Regions from separate parts of the Triticum aestivum genome. Here all the other regions are linked to region 1. A link is a contact called in public Hi-C data. All regions are on one chromosome and are shown on one strand. Each heading gives the region's core, a stretch centred on a gene start, on an enhancer-like site or on the middle of the called end of the contact. The rest is flanking DNA. Distances are from core to core; before and after follow the strand shown. Region 1 holds the start of LOC123044280 (ninja-family protein 2). Region 2 overlaps LOC123044279 (phosphatidylinositol glycan anchor biosynthesis class U protein). Region 3 holds the start of LOC123044281 (LRR receptor-like serine/threonine-protein kinase RPK2).

Region 1 (3,515 bases), core at 397-2,896:
CCATGGTGTGCCCTCCAAGTCAAGGCCTGCATGATATTTCCTTCATTGTAAACCGACTTCATGTAATCCTAACCCTCTCGGTGCCTATATAAACCAAGGGTTTTTAGTCTTTAGGGCTAGAGCTTCATTCATTACCTTTCCCATCTAGGGTTTAGCTAGCCTAACCTCGAGGTAGATCGACCCTGTAATCATACTCATCAATATAGTCAAGCAGGAGTAGGGTTTTACCTCTTAGAGAGGGTCCGAACCTGGGTAAAACCTCGTGTCCCTTGTCTCCTGTTCCTCATCGATCCCAGATCCACAGCTCGGGACCCCCTACCCCGAGATCCGCCAGTTTTGACACAGCAGCGGCGAAGTGGGATAATTCTTCCTGGATTTCCCCATGTGATGCCCTTTCTTGGTGTGGCGTCGACAAGTCAGATGATGGCGTGAATCATCGAATACTCATCGTGTTGTTATTAGCATTTTCGATGACTGAGGAGGGGATGTTGTTTGGCATGTTTTTGTTCTTTAGTTCCGTCTCCGTTCGATGAAGCCTAATGCAAATATTACTCTATCCAAGGACTTGTGAGGTTTGTATGCCCCTCTTTTGTTTGGTCGGAGTTGTGATTATCTTCTAGCTCGCGTTGTTTTAGCTTCTTCAGGGTGACGACCTTTCCAGTTTGCAACCACGACGCTTGCTGGTCTAAATCGGCAACTTTTTAGGCCTTCTTTGGTTCATAGGAATTTTGTTGGAACTGTAAAGGATAGAAACTTCATAGGAAAAATCCCTTTGAAGCCTTATGGTTTGTAAGAATGGATTCATATTCCTGTGTAGGATATGATTCAATCCTTCACATTTCAAAGGAAAAAAACATTAGCCTAGACTTAATGAAAAAATTCCTATCTTATGCATCAAATGACATGTCTTTCTCTTTAGGAATTGAGATGCATGCCATCTCACATCCTATGATTTTCATATTCCTATACTATTCCTATCCTATCAATCAAAGCAGGCTTTAACCATCACTTCTGCAAGCTCCCCGGTTTCAACAATGTTGCGATGGAGGCCCAAAGACCGCAATGAGCTTTGCTCACGGCACGTCTTCAACAGGCACATTAAGAAAACGGTGCTGATTTTTGTAAGGACTTAACTGTAATTTCTCATGCTCGTAAATGATATTTTTGTAAATGCTGATTTGATTTAATATGTGATCTTTGACCATTTTGGAAAAAACTCTTAGTTTTCTACACTTTTGAGTAAAGGGTACACGAATGTGCCGTTTAAGCCTTTCTGATGCGTGCAAGGATTATTTATACCCAGCAATATTTACCGGAGGTGCGTATAGATACAATCATACAAATAGTAGGACATAGAAAAAGATACTAGTAGAAGTATAGTATGGAGGGACACCGCACGGGGAGCCGTGCCCTGAACCGGAAGCCCGAAACGTGTCAGGCAGACGCCCCTACGCGGCCTCGACACGTCACACTTCCCCAAGTACTCCCATTACCAACCGCGGTCCCAACCGAGCCGAGCCGCGCCGAGCCGCGCGCCGCCCGATGCCGGCTCGGCTTGTCGGGATCCAACACGTGTACCCGCTGTCCGACACGTGGCCGGCCTCCATGCGCTCGTAGTCCCATCCAACTAGCTCCCCCCTGTTCCCATTTCCAAACAATTTCGGTTTAATGGAGGGAGCAGTCTAACAACGAAGGAGATTAGAGCGACACGCACGCAGGCCTCCTTCTCTTCTCCTCTCCTCTCCATTCCCATCCCCCCTCTCCCTCCCTCCCCTCTCGCTCGAGGATCCCACACGCCGCGCGCAGGGATCTGATTGCCGCCGATTCTGCTGGCTCTGCTTCCCCGGCGCTCGTCGATTGTTCGTTCCTCCCTGGGCGCTGTGATGTTCTTCCCTCTGGGTTTGGAGACCGAGAATTGCCCGGCGCGGGACGGATTCGCGGCAATGGCGAGGTCTTCCTGAGAATTTGGCCGTCCTTGGAGGTTGGGGGGAGGAGGGATTGGCGTCTGCTTCGCGGCGGGGAATTGCTTGCTCTCTCTCTCTCTGCCGGACGGACATGGCGTCGAGGGACTTCTTGGGCAGGTTCGGCGGCGAGAAGGGCTCGTCGTCGGACAAGGCGGGGGGCGGCGCCGGCGAGCCCGACGAGGTGGTCGAGCTCAGCCTGGGCCTGTCCCTGGGCGGCTGCTTCGGCGCCAACTCCGGCCGGGACGCCAAGAAGCCGCGGCTGGTGCGCTCCTCCTCCCTCGCCGCCATGTACTCGCTCCCGGGCACCAGCGACGACCTCGCCGCCGCCACGCCCCCGCCGGCGCCGCTGATGCGCACCAGCTCGCTCCCCACCGAGACGGAGGAGGAGCGGTGGCGCCGCCGCGAGATGCAGAGCCTCAAGCGCCTCCAGGCCAAGCGCAAGCGCCTCGAGCGCCGCACCTCCATGAACTCCGGCAAGTCCGGCGGCAGCAGCAGCCGGGACGACGCCCAGGAGCCGCTCTACCCCAGCGCGTTCCAGCTCCGCCGCTCCGTCGTCGACCAGGGGAACACCTCCTCAAGCATGCCGGAGCAAGGTATACACATGCTTTCATCAGCTTCCCTACCACTCGAACTGTTTGCTACAATAAGCTTGCAATTCCCACTGTTCTATTGCGTTCCCTTGCTTGAATTATTCATTCAGCTGCCTGTTCTGGTTGCCAAGCTCTCGGCGATCCATGCAGGTCGGTGTCATGCCGAGCTTACCGTGGTTCTTTTGGTAGGAGATGCATGGGCAGAGGGGGGATCTAGCAAGTCGAGTGTTCTTTGCCATGGATCTTGCTTTGGTCTTGTGATTTACTGGGATCGATTCGTTAGAACGCTAGCTGAGCCGATGCTTTTCTTTTTCGCCAAATTCATTAGAAATGGGGAATTCTTTTCTGCACAACCTGATGATACTTCTACGTACGCATGGGATTTGTTGTGTTCTTTTCGGGGCGTTTGTTTTGGGTGATGTCATTTCTGGGATTATTTCGAGCCGTGCTGTTGCTCCTAGGGTCTCAAGAGATGCCTTCTACGGCATGTGTCTAAGCAGTTTCTAAGCTTTTAGTCACTACTAACAGTTACGTAGCGTCAGGGTATGATTATTCAGGCTAATCATTATCCGAGCAGCTACTACTAAATATAAGTATATGATTTGAATTGTCTACCTGAAAACTGGAAAGCACTGACGATTAGTAAACGGAAAAGAACACATTGGGATATGAATCTTTATTGACATGTTGGAATATGAAAATGTGACATCTTCTCCCCTGCATTGGTGCAGGTAGTGCTGATGGCGCTGAGGCGAAGAGCACATCGAGCATGGAGATATCTTCTGATAATAATAATAATAACAATGCCAGCAACCAGAACAAGTCCCTCCCGCCGCCGGCACCATCTCCGGCCGGGAAGCTGCCGAACGGCATCGTCAAGGAGCAACCGCCGTTGCGGACCCTCCGGTCGCTGACGATGCGCACGACTAGCACCGGCGACCTGCGGAAGAGCATGATGGAG
Region 2 (3,515 bases), core at 600-3,099, 210 kb before region 1:
TTCCCTATGATGCGAACTTGCGACCAGTTTGTCGTTCTGGGATTCTGGGTAGATGTAGTGGATGATGTTTCATGTCATGTTGTATTTTACCTCCCACATTTGTACAATATGGATCAGATTGCTTAATCAGGATTAGAGAAAGACTATATAGGTTTCTCCCTCGAAGCTAACTATAGTCGGTACTGAATTTCTCCGTGGATGCCTTGATTACTGCCTTCTCTGATGTTGGTGAAATTAATCCCTGGTAGTCTTTGCAATCAGTTTGTCAAGTAGCCTTTGGAGGCCTCTGCTTTCGTTGTCAAGTCCATTTTCTTTCATCTTGGTAAAGCCGAGGTCATTGTCAGTCACACGTTGCAGTTTATTACTCCCTATGTACTGCAAACCGATGTTCAGAGATGTTCCTGGCACAGAAACCTTTGAACTGCAACAGAATTTCCTTCCGATCCCAGATAGTAAGTTGAGTTGCTGATAACTGATCGAGCGTACTACTTTACCTATATATTTTGCGTTAGTTGTAGTTATATTCGAGTTTAATTTAGGCTTACATGTAGTCTCATGCGATGATTTTGTCCACATGCTCCAGTTTCTGTGCGTGTTACTCGTGTGCCATGTTGGTTGGTAAATGAAAGACGGGTAGCTTTGTTTGATGGTGATTTCTATGGGCTGACAAACATTTGGGTCTGTTTTATGGTATATTCTTTTCTAGTCTGTAATCTTGTGACTCCGGCAATTGCATTTGTGCTTTTGAGCTCCTTTTCAGTTGATTAATGCTTACCTAGGTAATACCTAAAGTCATCTTTGTAGCTAGCGTTATCAGAGCATGGTTAATATCAGCTTGCTACTGGCTATATGATGTTCTCATGTCATCTATAACCAACCTTATAGCCGGCAAGTACAACAGTTAGATATAAATATGGTCTGCCTCATTCTCTCACATAGTGTTTAGGAGCATGTGTTGCACCTGACTGTTTATCTATAGCCAGCTATTCTTCCCTCTTTTATTATATTTCCTCCAACTCAGCAAAAATACAATATTTAATGCCTTAAAGTCTGCCTACATCACCTTATTGTATTTGCTCTCGTACCTTTTCCCAAAGCATATTGGCTTTATACATTGTTTATTTCGGTATTCTATCATTTTATTCCATGTTGTTTGAAGGTTTAGCTTTGTTTTATTTTTAAAAAAGGGTTTAGCTTTGTTCTAAATCAAATTTCACTATATATATAAGACACTTACTAAAACTTGTTTGGTGTTGTAGATATTAAGTACTATATTTTTTAGTATAAATTTAATCAACCTTGAAAATGTCACCACCTAACGAGCTTCGACCGGCAAAGAATCCATCGGCAGCGGCGGCCAGGGTCCGCTCGCACACGCAGGGAGCGACGTTTCCACATTCGCTAGGCAGAATCCATTGACTCAAACCGAGCACGCTTTTACCGGATAAGCGAGGCGCTGAAACCTCACTCTCGCGGCCTGCGTGCATGCTTCCCCATCCACCCATGTGTCCAAAAGGAGTTGTTGTCGTGCAAGTTACATCCACTTTCTCCGTGCGGCGTCCACCCATGACCCATCCGAGCCATGATTCTCTCCGTCCCCCTCGGGCGACACATGTTCCCAGTTAACCCCGTGGATGGCTACGTTCGTTCCTCCGATCCCATCCCTCCCGGTCACGCCATGCCGATATTTCCTGGATTCTCCTGACCGGCAGGCGGCACGCTACGCTCCTTCCCCACGCGCCCCTTTTCCTTTGGTCTTTGTCCGAATTTTTCTAGACCGTGCTACACCGTGCCGTCGACGTGTGGCCACTCCATCGACCATTTGGTTCATGCATCCTCACGGCAAAGTAGTAGTAAGAAAAAAAAAAGGAGGAAGGAACAAACCTACGTACACACTCGTAAGGCTCTGAGCCGTCCATCATGCATCATGTACGAATGGGCCGCATGCAGAAGACTACAATAATGATGATGAGTACCCGTGTTCCGTTTTCTACTGGAGTAGCTAGCACGAGATCGATGGAGCCACAAGTCGCGTCTACAATATTCGCCGGGGGGAGAGGTTCATGCATGCACGGCGTGGCATGGCGTGCATGCATGCATGCACGGCGTGGGCCGGCCGGGGACACACGACGCCGGCCGACCCCGGCGCCGATTTGGCTGGCGTCGTGGAGGTGGTGGCCTGGTCTGGTCTGGTCGGTGGATAACATAAACTACTTGTCAAGTGGCGGTACAACAAGTACATGGATATTTGGGTGAGAGAAAATGCATGAGGCGATGTGAAATGAGAGGAGAGGGTGGCCTGATTGATTTCCGGCGGCGAGCAAGTTGGCCAAATTGAGTGGCGCCCGGTATGGCCTCGTGGACCTTTCTGCGCTTTTACACGTCGTCTGTCTGCTGGTGCTTGCGAGTTGCTCTCGCTTCCTTCCTTCCATTTTATATTTCTTTGCCTTGGACAGGCAGGCCCACGAGAAATTCCCTTGCGCATGCATGTGCCTGCCTGCGCTTTTGCCACATGCACCTGCATATTCCCGTTAGCACCTTCTGGTTAAGGGGACATTTGAGGGGAGATTGTTCCCGGAATACCTCCTTTGTCATTAGAGATAAGTGCAGAATTAGTTCCCTCAGACAGGCTATCATCATGAAATCATCACTGTACGCCGTACGCGGGGTAGAGCATGGACGTAATGGGATGACGTTGCTATATATATGGTCGGTGGTAATTGCACGTAGTACGACTAACGACACCACGGGGAGTTGTGTCGGTTGCCCGGCTCCGGTGAGGGAGGGGCATTGACGGCGGCGTGCCTTTGGCTCGCTTCACTGCTTGTAGTCGTTACTAGGTGGTCCATATGTTTCTGGATGTAATTTTTATTATTTCTGGTGTTTGTTGTACTGCTATAATTAAAAAAAAATAGATCAAAAGTTTCTAGCAAAAAATAAAAAAGCAGGAGCAATAAAAAATACACTGGATTAAACCTTGCCGGAAAATTAGATTCACGAGACGAGAGGGGTGATCTAGCCTAGGATTCGAAATTTTGGTCGGTGTCATTTCAAACTAACTTCAAATTAAATTTAAATTAGGTCAATTTTCATGGCATGCAATTCTAAATATTAAGATATTTCAGCGAAGTCCAAATTTTCATGTAACGGAAAAAAATAAACCTTGATCTACACCGCCGTGGCAGAGAGCCATGTCGTTGCAGGCGGCGGTCGAAGAGGAGCACTCAACTCGAGCAAAGGCTTCGACCGAACTGTGCCAACAACCATCGCCTAGCGCCCTCGCCATCATCTATTTTCTGCAATGTTTAACGGAAGATAGACAACATCAGCAGCCGAACACGCACGGAGTCACACCAAGCACCTGACCAATGGCGTTTCTGTCAGGATGCATAGTTTCATTTATTTTTCATTTCTTTTTTGCGATGGAGGATGCATAGTTCCGAAGAAAAACTGAGACTGGCAGAGGTCAGCACTCAGCAGTACTATACCACGTACGGGTCAATTATGGCTTGCAA
Region 3 (3,515 bases), core at 633-3,132, 140 kb after region 1:
GATAAGATAAGTCAACTGTCCAATACTTGGTGGTATCAAACCAGAAAGGCGGTTACCAGCAGCACCAAGAACAACAAGAGAACTGCACAATGATCCAATCTCTATAGGAATACCTCCTGTTATCAGGTTGTTGCTAACGTCCACCATGAAACCCCTTGAACTGTTGCACTTACTGAATAGGCCAGGTTGCAACTCACCAACAAGATTATTCCCATCAGCAAGGAAAGCATAGGACCCCTGCATTCCCAGCTTCTCGGCAGCAATCGGCAAGGATGTCACTGTTCCAGTAAAATTGTTCTGGGCAAAACTATGGCAACTCGTCAAATCCATAGCCATGACTGCTGACGATGAAAAGAAGCCTGCCATCGCCTGATATGCAAAGAAGGAAGAGTATTCTGACACCAGGTCATCAAATGGGAGCTGAGATGAAGGGCAATCCTTTGAGAGAAACACTGGAATCGAGCCAGACAGTCGGTTTCCGCTGACATCAAACACATCCATGCAGGGCACAGGAAGTGATGCGTCAACTGAACCTGTTAACTTGTTCGAGCTCAAATTCAGGAACTTAAGATGCTTGCAGTCCAACAGCCCTTTAGGAATTCCACCAGAGATTAGATTCTCTCCCAAGTTCATCATCTCCAAGCTATGGCAAGAAGTCCAGTTCCCCGGCAACTCCCCCTCCAGCGTAGCCCTTGGCGCCCATAACACCCTCAGCTTCGGCAACGCAGCAACAACATCCGGAATCCCTCCCTCGAAATAGTTGAAGTCCTCAACATCCTCACCATCCGATGCATTCAAACCACCAACCAGCGCATAAGGGTTGGACAGCACTAGCACTGAAATTTCAACACAACCACCGAGCTCCGCTGGCACAGGGCCGCTCAGACTGTTCCTCGACACATCCAAAGCACGCAAATTGCTGAGGCGTCCGATCTCCGGCGGGATGACGTCATCCAGCAGGTTGGAGGAGAGCAAGAGCGCCTCCAGCTTGCTGCAGTTCCCCAAGCTCCGGGGGATGCCGCCGACGAGGAGGTTCCCGGAGAGATCGAGGAACTGCAGGCTGCGGCAGCCGGCACCGCCCAGTTCGTCCGGGATGGCGCCGCCCAGGCGGTTGGATGCAAGCGAGAGGCGCCGCAGCACCAAGAGCGAGCCGAGCGCGGCGGGCACGGAGCCGTTGAGCTGGTTGTAGGCGAGGTCCAGCGTCTGCAGCGCGGCGCAGGCGAGCGACGGCGGGATCTCGCCCTGGAGGCGGTTGCCGGAGAGGTCGAGCACGAGGAGGCGGCGCAGCGACCAGATCGCGGCGGGGAGCGAGCCCGAGAGCGCGTGGGAGGGGAGCGCGAGCACGCGGAGGCCGCGCAGCGCCGCGACGGACGGGGAGAGCGCGCCCGCCAGGCGGCGGCCGGGGGAGGAGGAGACGTTGAGCGCCACGACCTCGCCGGACGCGCCGCAGGACACGCCCGGCCAGAGGCAGTGGTCGGCCGACGCCGGGGACCAGTCGCGGAGGAGCCCGCCCGGGTCGGCGGTCACGGCCGCCTTGAACCTGAGCAGGGACCCCCGCTCGCCGCCGCCGCCGCCAGACGCGCGAACGGCCGTGACGAGCAGCAGCAGCAGCATGTGTAGGGTTTGGGAAAGCATGGTGGCCATGGGACGCGGCGGCGGCGGGTGCCGCCGTCGCAATGGAGTGAGACAGTGGGGGAGGCCCGGGACCCGGTGCGGGAGCACGGCGGCGGGGACCTCGGCTGGGGCGGAGCTCCGCGTCGCGAGCCGTCGGGTGGTGGGGGTGGCGTGGGGTTTGCTTGGGTTGGAAGCTCGGGGCATGTGGGCGAGCTGGGCGCAGCCGCACAGTAGCACTGGCACTAGCACGGTGCGACCGTGTGGGGCGAGTGTGGTTGGCACTTGCCAGGGAGGGAGACCCTGGTTGGCTGTCCCATTGACTCTGGTTACCCATTTTGGCTGCTTGGCCCCGGGCTTTTGTTTAACAAAAATGCTAGACATACAAAGACTTACATGCTTTTACACGCTCCTTTCATCTAACAACCAATCACAAACCTTTTCCCTCTTGATTTTCAGGGGCGTGGGCTGCCCCGCTCACCTATTGATCAATCAAGGTTAATCATCCTGTAAAAGCCTGTAAATCGTTTGTACGTGTAGCATTGCCGTTTGTTTAATGAGACTTTCTTTTAGGGGATTAATAGTGAGACTTATTCCTGTCAAAAAAATAATTGCTTGTTATTTTGGGCTAAGTGAGTTTTCAGTTAGTGTAAACAAACAGTGGGTTCCCAGTTACTCCACATTAACATGATTTATTCGGACCTCGCAAAACACATACTCCCTCCGTTCCAAAATAGATGACCCAACTTTGTACTAACTTAGTACAAAGTTGGGTCATCTATTTTGGAACGGAGGGAGTAGTTTTTTAGGGTCACAATATCATGAATTTGAGAATCAATATTCAAGGCATTTTTGAAAAAAGAAAATGGTGACTGAATATCATGTGAGGAGGCTAAAAGGGATTGCCAACAACAATGGCTTGTGTGTGTTGGTGTGTAGGGGGGCGTCGTGGCCCCGTGGTATAGAGGGGTGCACAGGCGAAGTGGCAAAGTTGTGCATTATCGACAATGATACTTGGATGTGTCCATGCCGGCATGTAGTATAGTGGGTGTGGTAGCCACCAAGACGAAAAGCATATGAGAGAGAATAAGAAGACATGAGATATTTATTAGTATTAGTGAAGACATGTGGTGACCCATTGATAGGGTCTTAATGCCTCGGAGAATGATATAGACAAACTAGGGAGTCCGTTGTTTTAAGTGCTATCACCAATCATTGCTACGGGAAAACTCGTTCACGGTTCTTAGGCTAGCCATAGTGGGGGTAACTTAGGTAGTAATATACATGCCACATAAGCAAAAAAGATGATGTGTCAGATAATTAATGAAGAGAGAGGCAAATAGAGTAACATAATATGTTACCATCACATAGCGGTTCCCAATGCAATGAGTCTACAAAATAATAAATAAGGTGATGCATGACACTACACATATGTTACTACCCATTATAGAGGTAGTAACATAGACTACTAACATATGCATGTTACTAGTCTAAATTACTCCCCACTATGACCAGCCTTAGTGATAGACATATGTTTCACAGTTCTTAGTGTGTGTGTCTATATACACACACATATGTATACATAATCATATCAATATGGATAGAAAATCGCTGGCTAGCATATTAATAAATATTTGTCAAATCATGCTCGTGATTTACCTAACTAATTTTAGTATTTTATTTTCTAATCACATATTATCTTATCAAAGTTAAAGGGTTTTTAAGAAAAATCGGTGGGAGAAAACGAGATAGGAGGAGAAAATCAAAATAAGAAAGCAAGGAAGGACGTACGTAAGGTTGAATGAAATATTTTGGCAGGAAAGAAAACCTTATGTCTTGTTCAAGTAGTATATAATAAACTAATATAAAACTCTTTACAGGTCACTAATTAGTAACTAAAAAAT

The links. Hi-C and Micro-C count contacts between places; a contact is called where the count stands out from the background.
Region 2: a Hi-C map of leaf shows a contact between it and region 1, with 4 times the contacts expected there. The contact joins the enhancer-like site here to the promoter of LOC123044280 in region 1. A contact is called at or near these places in 2 of 5 Hi-C or Micro-C datasets (both in leaf).
Region 3: a Hi-C map of leaf shows a contact between it and region 1, with 3 times the contacts expected there. The contact joins the promoter of LOC123044281 here to the promoter of LOC123044280 in region 1. A contact is called at or near these places in 2 of 5 Hi-C or Micro-C datasets (both in leaf).

What each region holds. Positions count from the first base shown.
Region 1 is chr2B:190,635,516-190,639,030 of IWGSC CS RefSeq v2.1, forward strand. LOC123044280 (ninja-family protein 2) reads left to right here and starts at 1,647. Exons shown (of 2, transcript NM_001426744.1): 1 at 1,647-2,557; 2 at 3,286-3,515. The coding sequence starts at 2,056.
Region 2 is chr2B:190,430,017-190,433,531 of IWGSC CS RefSeq v2.1, forward strand. LOC123044279 (phosphatidylinositol glycan anchor biosynthesis class U protein) reads left to right here. Exons shown (of 15, transcript XM_044466983.1): 15 at 1-260. Among protein-coding and RNA genes, the nearest start is that of LOC123044279, 8.0 kb to the left of the region's middle. Within about 2 kb of position 1,850, at least 8 of the 8 cell types and tissues checked have an H3K27ac peak or open chromatin away from gene starts, as enhancers often do. A contact at or near this core is called in leaf, where this site is marked.
Region 3 is chr2B:190,777,372-190,780,886 of IWGSC CS RefSeq v2.1, forward strand. LOC123044281 (LRR receptor-like serine/threonine-protein kinase RPK2) reads right to left here and starts at 1,883. Exons shown (of 1, transcript XM_044466986.1): 1 at 1-1,883. The coding sequence starts at 1,818.